Regions from separate parts of the Capra hircus genome. Here region 2 is linked to region 1. A link is a contact called in public Hi-C data. All regions are on one chromosome and are shown on one strand. Each heading gives the region's core, a stretch centred on a gene start, on an enhancer-like site or on the middle of the called end of the contact. The rest is flanking DNA. Distances are from core to core; before and after follow the strand shown. Region 1 has its middle 23 kb from the start of CD3E. Region 2 overlaps JAML (junctional adhesion molecule-like).

The links. A called contact is a pair of places that touch in the nucleus more often than the background predicts.
Region 2: a Hi-C map of blood shows a contact between it and region 1, with 4 times the contacts expected there. The contact joins two enhancer-like sites. A contact is called at or near these places in 3 of 5 Hi-C or Micro-C datasets (all in blood).

What each region holds. Positions count from the first base shown.
Region 1 is chr15:53,351,906-53,356,573 of ARS1.2, forward strand. No RefSeq gene overlaps it. Among named protein-coding and RNA genes, the nearest start is that of CD3E, 23 kb to the left of the region's middle. Within about 2 kb of position 3,411, at least 1 of the 5 cell types and tissues checked has an H3K27ac peak or open chromatin away from gene starts, as enhancers often do.
Region 2 is chr15:53,449,117-53,454,076 of ARS1.2, forward strand. JAML (junctional adhesion molecule-like) reads left to right here. Exons shown (of 10, transcript XM_005689503.3): 9 at 357-443; 10 at 4,048-4,557. The coding sequence ends at 4,140. Among named protein-coding and RNA genes, the nearest start is that of SCN2B, 12 kb to the right of the region's middle. Within about 2 kb of position 3,010, at least 3 of the 5 cell types and tissues checked have an H3K27ac peak or open chromatin away from gene starts, as enhancers often do.

The sequences.
Region 1 (4,668 bases), core at 2,161-4,660:
AGGAAATACAGAGGAATATATTATGTAACATCCTACCAATGCAAGCCAAAAATTCAGACTGTGGAAAAATCCAGAGACAAGTGACCCAGTTTCTTTACATGTAGTTTGCAAGGAAATAAAAAAAGGGATGAAGAGGAACATATAGATTAAAAAAGACTTAGGAAATATATAGATCAATTGCAAATTTTGCACATTATTTTGATCATAATTCAAATATATAAACTGAAGGGACTCCCCTGGTAGTCTAGTGGTTAAAACTCTGCACTTCCACTTGAGGGGCAGTTTCGATCCCTGGATGGGGAATTAAGATCCCACAAGCCATGTGGCACAGCCAAGGAAAAAAAAAAAGATAAGCTGTAAAAACATTTAAAACATTTATGATATAATTGTGAATTTTAACACTAGATACTTAATATTTAGGAAATGTTCATTCTTTTTATGTGTGACAATGGCATTGAAATTACATTTATGGGTGAAATGGTATGATTTCTTCAATTTGTTCAAAATAAGATTGGATGGGTAGGTCAAGGTATAAATGTGAAAAAGTTGACTGTGGGTTGCTTATAGTTGGAGCTGGGTGATAGGTACCTAGGGGTCATTATACCATTTTGTATACTGTTGTATGTGTTTGAAATTCTCTATAGTAAAAAGCTAGAAAAGAAATTGCCTTTGACTCTGTGGGGCTTTGTGAAAAACCCATGGGAAAAGTTTTGGATTTAAATACAGAATTCCCAGGCTGGGCCCCGATTCTTCCATATACTTTATAGGGAGACTGAGCTGGATAGCAAGGGAAATCACTTCATATCACCATTCTCATTTTCTTCATCTGTTAAAAAGAATATTGATAGGAGAGGACAAAAAAAAATTTTTAAAAATAAAAAGAATATTGAGAATTAAAGGATGCAATGTCTTCAAATGCTTTGCACAGTGCTTTGAAGATGGAAGGTTCTAATATCAATGATCTGAATTTCTTAAAGCTGGCTAAGGCATCTTCTAACGTTTCTTCAGCACAGTGTGGGACATATATCAGGTGATTCTTAAGTGTAGACTTAATTTCTTTAATCAAATCATTATTATTTATTAAATAAATGAGTGACAGAGTACATTCCGAATTCTATTACAGAACTCTAGGTTGAATCATTCATTCCATAATTAAGACCTAGAATGACTGAATAAATGTAGGAGACATATCCTGACAATTATAAGTTAATATATTATATTATCCATTTTCAAATAGAATCTGCTATATATTATAGACTATAGTTGCTCCCCGCCTTTCATGATCGCTCCTAGGCTGAAAAGAGTGTAAGGTGGAAACCTGTTGATCAGTGTGCAACGTTCAGTCATGAATGATCTTTGCATGGGTGTGTGCTCAGCTGTGTTCCACTCTTTGGACTCTATGGTCTGGAGCCCATCAGGCTCCTCTGTCCATGAGATTTCCCAGGCAAGAATACCGGAGCGGGTTGCCATTTCCTTCTCCAGGGGATCTTCCCGACCCAGGGATCTTTGTGTGCTAAGTCGCTTCAGTGGTGTCCGACTCTTTGAGACCCTATGGACTGTAGCCCACCAGGTTCCTCTGTCCATGGGATCCTGCAGGCAAGAATACTGGAGTGGGTTGCTATTTACTTCTCCAGGGGATCTTCCCGACCCAGGGATCGAACCTGCATCTCTCGCATCTCCTGCACTGGCAGTCGGGTTCTTTGTGACTAGCGCCACCTGGGATCTTTGCTGAGATACAAAAATAAGCAAAGTTAAAACTGGAACTCAGTTTTAGGTCTTTACCCTGGAGCTTCTTTGGGTTCCACCAGAGGGCGCTCCATATTGCATGCCTTTGCTGAGATGTGGAGCCCACTGGAACCTGTCCTGTAAGCATGCAGTCACCCCTTTAGCAAATGTACATTGAGAGTCTACCATGTGCCTAGAAGTTGTAGGTGCTGAGGATACAGAGGTGAAAAGACCTGGACCTGTCCTCAAGGGACTCAGACTAGAGTGGAAACAGACATGTAAACAAGAAATGATGGCACAGTGCAGCAAGGGCTATAATAAAGGTATTACAGGGTGTAAGGAACTATTAATTCTGGCTCCAGAAGTTAGGGAAGCCTTCATACAATGTGAGATTAAATTTGAAAGGCAAGTAAGAATTCATCAGGCGGACAAAGTAGACAGAATAGCAAGTACAGATACATGTGTGTGTTTATGTGTTTGTTGCTCAGCGTGTCCAAATTTGCAACCCCATAGACTATATCCCAGGCAAGATTACTGGAGTGGGGTGCCATTTCCTTCTCCAGGGGATCTTCTCTACCCAGAGATCGAACTTGTGTCTCTTGCATTGCAGATTCTTTACTGCCTGAGCCACCAGGGAAGCCCACAGATATATATACATGAAGGTAAGAACACACATATAGTTAGTTTGCCATGGCCAAGAATAAGTTTCAAGGAACCTGAAAAGTGGGGAGGTGGGGCTGGATAGTTGGTGGGGCCAGATCATAAAAGGCCTTATTCTGTGAAAAGGAACGCATCCCTTAGCATTATTTTATTTTATTTTTATTTTTAGGCCTTGTGCATGCAGCATGTGGGATCCTAATCGCCTAATCAGGGATCAAACCTGCAGCCCCTCTATTTGAACGGTGGAGTTCTAACCACTGGACCGCCAGGGAAGTCCTCCCCTTTATGGTCTGTGTTCAGCTCAGTAACTATAGGGGCAATGTTAAACTCTAGGAGAGATTATCTCCTCATCATAGTTGTGCACAAAATGGTTCCAGAGTTTTTTGTCTTTGAAAGGATCCTTAGGGAGCACATACCCTTCACAAGATATTCATTCTCCCAATTTTATAATTAGAGGCATTTGGTTGCTCATTTTCTCATGATTTTTAGATTTGATTAATGTGTTAGAGAATCAAACTAGCTCTCAAAAGTGTGATGATTTGCCATTATTAAGGATCTAAAGAAATTGTGGTTCAAGATGCTAAGAATCATTCTAGAAATGTTTGGAGTAATGTTAGCATCCTTAGAGTAAGAGCTTGCACTTGACAGTTTTAAACAGTCATTTTTTGCTGTTTTTCTTTGAAAATCTCGTTTCCTTTAGTTCCTGCTACAATAACTCAGCAGACGCTGACGCTAGTTTAGTCGCTGAGTCGTGTCCGACTCTGTGCGACCCCATGGACTGTACCCTACCAGGCTCCTCTGTCCATGGGGTTTCCTAGGCAAGAGTGGGAACTGACACTGAGAGACTGTAAACACAGGGACATTTGGGAAGAAAAAAACAGCAACGTTGCTGAGACTTTTCTCCAGTCTTCTGGGGGAAGCTGGGGTTGGGGCTGGGGGGCTGGGGGGCTGGGGGGCTGGGAGGCTGGGGGGCTGGGGGACTGGGGGGCAAGGGGCCGGTGGTGGTGCGTGGGGCGGGGAATCCCCCAAGGGACTGGGCAGGTGTGCTTTCTCTCTTAGTCTCTTACTTAGCAGGAAAGACTCATACCCTGTTTGCCTGGACAAGCAGCAGGTCTGCCCTTTTTACCCAGAAACACTTCTGAGCAAACGAGTCCAACCTGCTCGTTCCCTTGCAGGCATCAGACCGCCATGGGAAGTGGAGGGGAGGGCAGAGAGGCTGAACTGCCTTCGCTAAGTCAGCACCTTGGCCGCTTCTCAGCATTCAGCGAATCTGTGATGGGAAAGAGTAGTTCTGAGACCTTGTGGCATCTGAGGTTTTCTGAGCAAGACTGAACTTCATGGATGAAGCACTTTAAATCAGAACAGTAGACTCTTCGAAGGTTAAGACTGGAAGGGTCAGGACTTCCCTGGTGGTCTAGTGGCCAAGACTCTAGACTTCCAATGCAGGGGGCTGGGGTTTAACCCCTGGTCAAGAAACGAGATCCTGAATGCTGCAACTAAGACCTGAAGCAGCTAAAAAAAAGGAAGAGGAGACTGGAAGAGTCCTTAAAAATCACTTGTTCCAAACCCCTCATTTTATTAACGTGGAAACTGAGGACATGAGAGTTTAAAACAGGGTGATACTATGTTTTAGTGTCCCTGGAAAAGTTCTGGTTTATGCCTGTCTTTCCAGTGAAAATATCAATCATGCCAGTTTCACTCTCAAAACTGTTCCAGTTTGGACAATAAATTATATGATCACTCACATCCACCCTAAAAGAGAAGAAAGGGTGTGAATAGGTGAGAAGCAGTGAAGAAGGAATGTTAGAGGAAAGAAACAGTTTGGAAAAGGTATAGAGATGAACATAAGAATGAGTCTAGTACAGCAGAGTTCTTTTTCAGTTTTTCTTCTAAATTACATTTTCTTTCATAGAGGTTTTGCTTCCCCAGATAAAACTGAGAGGAATAAATATTAAAGTCTTGGTCATTTGCAGTTTCTTGTTACTAGTACTATGGTTAAATTCTGTTTGGCTGTTATAAACAAATTACATAAATTGGTCATATAAAAATACCAAAGAAATAAACGAGGTCAGGGGAAAATCTCAAAGTGCTAGTGTTTTTTTTTTTTTTTTTTTTTTGGTGAAAGAACACCTTGATTTTGGTTTTGTGAAGAAGAAAGAATTTTTAGTCAAAATTTATGCTTCTTCTCTGAGAAGGCAATGGCACCCCACTCCAGTACTCTTGCCTGGAAAATCCCATGGATGGAGGAGCCTGGTGGGCTGCAGTCCATGGGGTTGCTAAGAG
Region 2 (4,960 bases), core at 1,760-4,259, 97 kb after region 1:
ACAAGTGGAATCTTAGTTCCTGGACCAGGGATTGAAACCGGGCCCCCTACATGGGGCTTGTGGAGTCTTAACCACTGGACCACCAGCGAAGTCCCGGAGATTTGACTTTTGAACCAAAGAATCTGGTCCTTAATATAGAGCTCCTTGCCAATGAGTTAATTTTCAGAAGCCTGAGGACTGGATTATTGTGACCTACGATCATTCTGCAGCCCTCAATAACCCCCAGAACCCGCTGATTTGGGGCTTGATGCCCTGTGAACATAGGGGGTCATAAGAACATAGAAAAGAAAGCCTTTTCTCTGGCATGTAAGATTTGTTGAGTTTTAAGAATGTTTATATGATTTTCTCCCCTCCAGAAACACATTTATTCCTCAATAACCACACAAGAGGTGAACGATGAGGAAGAATCAAGTGGAAAATCAGAGGCCACCTACATGACCATGGTGAGGAATGTTCTGGGTCCCACTGAGCCCGGTGTCTGGAGGCAGGAAATGGACTTGGGAAGGATATGGCAGACTCACGGGGGATGGATGTTGCTAGGTTTCCTGGTGGGAGCAGGGGTGGGGGTGGGGGTGAGGTGGGGTGGTGGTGGGGTGGGAGGACACTCTGCTGAAGGCAGAGCTATTTCTAGATAGTTGGAAATTGTAAGAAGTTGAAGCTCTGCTGGATAGAAGAGTAGTAACAAACTTGTCCTTATACTCAATTTCGAGTCTTCTGAGCATCTCTAGGGCTAGAGAGGGTTGATCTCAGAGGTAAAAGGAAGTGCCATCATGAGGTTAGACAAAGATCTCTTCCTCATCAGCACAATACTGGTTTAACACAATGTAGTGAAGAGGGACTGGAAGATCCTTGTACAAAAATCATGTCATGAGGAACTGTTTTCCTCCCTTTCAAAAGGTCCCTTCCGACTCTTAGATTTTTCTGTTCTTGCAGCTTAAGATCATTATTTGCACTTTATTAACTGAACACAACACAGATTTGCCATGCGCATTAGATGCTTATATACACATGCCTGCAAGCCCAGCACCAATAACTTCCTAGTGCGTGTTGTGGTAAGGAATTGCTATATACGATTCAAGCCCTAGGTCCCTTAATGAGTTCCATGTCTTTCCCTAAGTCCTCTTTATGCTAGTAACGCTCTTTATTTGATGCACCACTAACTATGAGAACTCTACTGTTTATGCTATTTTACCCAGTGCTCCTTTATTTGCAGCCCTTACAGTTTTCCTATGGTGTCGGGATATTTCATTGTTGTTGTTTAGTCGCTAAGTCATATCTGACTCTTTCGTGACCTCATGGACTGTAGCCTACCAGGCTCCTCTGTCCATGGGATCTCCAGGCAAGAATACTGGAGTGGGTTGCCATTTCCTCCTCCAGGGGATCTTCTTGACTCAGGGATCCAACCTGTGTCTCCTGCATTGGCAGTCAGGTTCCTTGCCACTGAGCCATATCCATTGGGATATTTTATATACTTGCTGATTGCTTTATCATGTTATTAAATTTTATTTTTTTACATTTCTGAGTATGACCTCTTCTCTGCACATATCTTTTAGAATTCCTTAGATTACTAATGGTTTTATCTTTACACTGATTTCTGCTGCAGCTGCTGCTACTACTAAGTTGCTTCAGTCGTGTCCGACTCTGTGCGACCCCATAGATGGCAACCCACCAGGCTCCCCCATCCCTGGGATTCTCCAGGCAAGAACACTGGAGTGGGTTGCCATTTCCCTCTCTAATGCATGAAAGTGAAAAGTGAAGTCGCTCAGTCATGTCCGACTCTTAGCGACCCCATGGACTGCAGCCCGCCAGGCTCCTCTGTCCAAGGGATTTTCCAGGCAAGAGTACTGGAGTGGGGTGCCATCGCCTTCTCCACACTGATTTCTGGTTGGCTCCAATTCTGGATGGCCAATGTATATCCAAATATATATGTTCTAGTATGTCCTGGAGTGTTACATGTCTTCAGTGTTAGCTTGTGAGCTTCTCCTTCACTGGTATTTTCCTATAATTTTCAATGTTTACTAAACTTACCTGTGTGTGCTCAGTCACATCTGACTCTTTGTGGTCCCGTGGATGGTAGCCCGCCAGACTCCTCTGTCCATGGGATTCTCCAGGCAAGAACACTGGAGTGAGTTGCCATTTCCTGCTCCAGGGAATCCTGCTGACCCAGGGATTGAATGCACACCTCCTGCCCTGGCAGGCAGATTCTTTACACTGGCTGCACATCTGCTGTTGTTTAGTTGCTCAGTCACGTCCCCTCGGGGAGTCTTTGCCGACCTCTTGGCCTGCAGCACTCCAGGCTTCCCTGTCCTTCACTGTCTCCTGGAGTTTGCTCAAACTCATGTCCATTGAGTCAAAACTCCACTTGGGAAGCCCTAAACTAAATTTTCCCACCAGTTGTATTTAAAGTGACAGTGAAAGTCAATATTTTGCAACTCTTAGATTTTTTAATTCTGTGACTTATTATACCTTGACATAATCCAACTGCTGGAAGGCTGGATGCTGGATTTCATGTAATAATACAGAGTCTGATTCCTATGTTCTCTTTGTTCAACTCTCCAGGGAAGTCTAGCACCTAGAAAAGACACTGGCTGTGTAGTGAGTAGCGGGTAAGGACAAAAGGAATGAGCTGGCGAGGGACATGATGCTATTTGTAGATGAATAATAGCTAGTCAAGAATCCTCCTACAGTGCGGGAGAACTGGGTTCGATCCCTGAGTTGGGAAGATCCCCTGGAGAAGGGAACGGCTATCCACTCCAGTATTCTGGCCTGGAGAATTCCGTGGACTGTGTAGTCCATGGGGTCGCAGAGAGTTGGATACGACTGAGGGACTTTCACAATAGGCACCCCAGCCAAGGAGGGAACAGTGTTCTGCTGTGTTCAGGAAGGCTGGCCTCCTCTGTTTATAGGATGATGGCTTGCTTGTGTTTTTTTCCTGTTACACCAGCTCCAAGGACACATGACTCCCAGATGATTGCAACAGAGAAAGGTTCTGCCAGGGAAGAGTGAGATCAGAATCTGGCCTTGCTCCACCAAGTGAAACATGAGCTCCCCTCTGAAGTTGAACATAGTCATTCCCCTTCCCCCCATCCTTCTCCCATCATTGCCATGTGATGCTACAGCAGCTGCCAGAACCTCGTCTCAGAGACCTGCTGATAACGGTGCCTGCTGCTCAGTGCGCCCGTCACCTGGGCGGTACCGTTTGCAGACGCTCTGTGGGACAGAGGTGACGGAGAAGTGAACCACCTTCAATGCCAGCGTCTCATGTTTAGCGCCAAGTGTTTGCGATTTAAACTCTGCAGAAAACAGCACCCATGGCCCCTTGAAATGGATCCAATAAAGCAAGTGTGATAGGGGACCAGGGCCACAGACTCAAAGGCCTTCAGGGGCTGGTCAAGTTATTGCAAAACACTGTGTCAACTTACACACAGCTGCGGGTGAATTCTGGCCTGTGCACCACTTGTTTGAGACTTCAGGTAGGGGGCTGTTATCTGATAGAGAGCAGGGGAAACAAAGAAATTTTGCTTAAAATTTTTTGCTCATCATGGGTTTTTTTTACATTGATGTTTATTTTTGACTACACCTGCAGTGTGCAGGATCTTAAATCCCCACCCAGGGACTGAGCCCTTCCCCTCATGCCTCCCTGGTGTCCTGACCACTGGGCCGCCCGGGAAGTCCCAGAACCTTTGCTTTTCTATTAAATTTACTTAAATGGAGGGGCACCATACCACGTCCTCTTTCTGAGGCAGTGTGGCACAATGGTTAAGATCCCTAGCTTTGGAGCTGGACAGACCAGTGTCCGCATCTTTACCCTGACTCAGAAGCTGGATCACCTTGGGCAGGTAATTTAGTTTCTCGAGGTTCAGTTTCCTCATCCTTAATGAGAATAATATTAATAAAACCTACCTCTCGGGTGGTGAGGAACAAATGAGATAGTGCAGCATGTGAAATTCAGAACTGGCCCAGAGAGATGGAAGGAGCTCAGTAAATGGTAACTATTATGATTGAAATGCTTCTTACCAATGTGCTTTGTTTCTCTCCCCCCCACAGAACCCAGTTTGGCCTTCTCTGAAGTCAGCACCAACTAGCCCACCAGACCAAAGGTCAACTGGGGGAATGGCAAAAACAGAGCAAGCCTTCTGAGAAGAAGGGGTGGTCCTTTTTCCCTTGGCTGCACAGAGACTCTCTTTGCTGTGTGTCCTGAGTCCATCCATGTAGCAGTTGTTTCAGACCCTCTGCCCTCCCAGTCCTCTTCCTGTCTCCCTGCTTGGGCAGAGGGCTGATGATGGAGGGCTCGAAGGCCAGCAAAGAGACTGGACAGCCCTGGAGGAAGAAAGGCTGATAAGGGGGAGCATGGACTTGATTCCCCTAGAGTGAGACCCTGGCCATGGGGACCCTGGTCAGCTGCCGCAGTGGCCTCGAGTGTCCCTTCAGGTCAGACCCTCTGCTTGGACGGTGTTCTCTGTGGAAGGTTCCAGAGAAGAATCAGAGATAAAAACAACCCCAAATGATTATTCCTGTGGCCAATGATCCCTAAATAAATGCAGTCTGTGGCAATCATCCTGTGTCTCTACCCTGGCTGAAGGGCATGTGGAGTGCTGGTGAAGAATCTATTGTTGGGAACTCCTGAAGCAACTGAAGTGACTGGAGGAAAGCCCTGCTGTGACTCACACATTGGGGGCCAGTTTGAGGCCTGAGGAAGTTTGGGGGGCATGAATGGGTTGGAAGTGGGGTACATCTCTTCGATGTAACTCAGTGCTTCTGGATGCCGGCTGGGTATCAGAGTGGCTGGTGGCTCTTGGCTGGGCCCCACCAGAGGTCTGGATAGACTATACTGGTGGATCTGGAGCACTTGTCTTTTTCAGAAGCGACACTCCTGGGTCACCAAAATGGACAGCCACTGATTTAACTCTTGGTCTGAATGTGAGATTCCTTTCCTTTTGGTTCCTTTACTTTGTAAGAT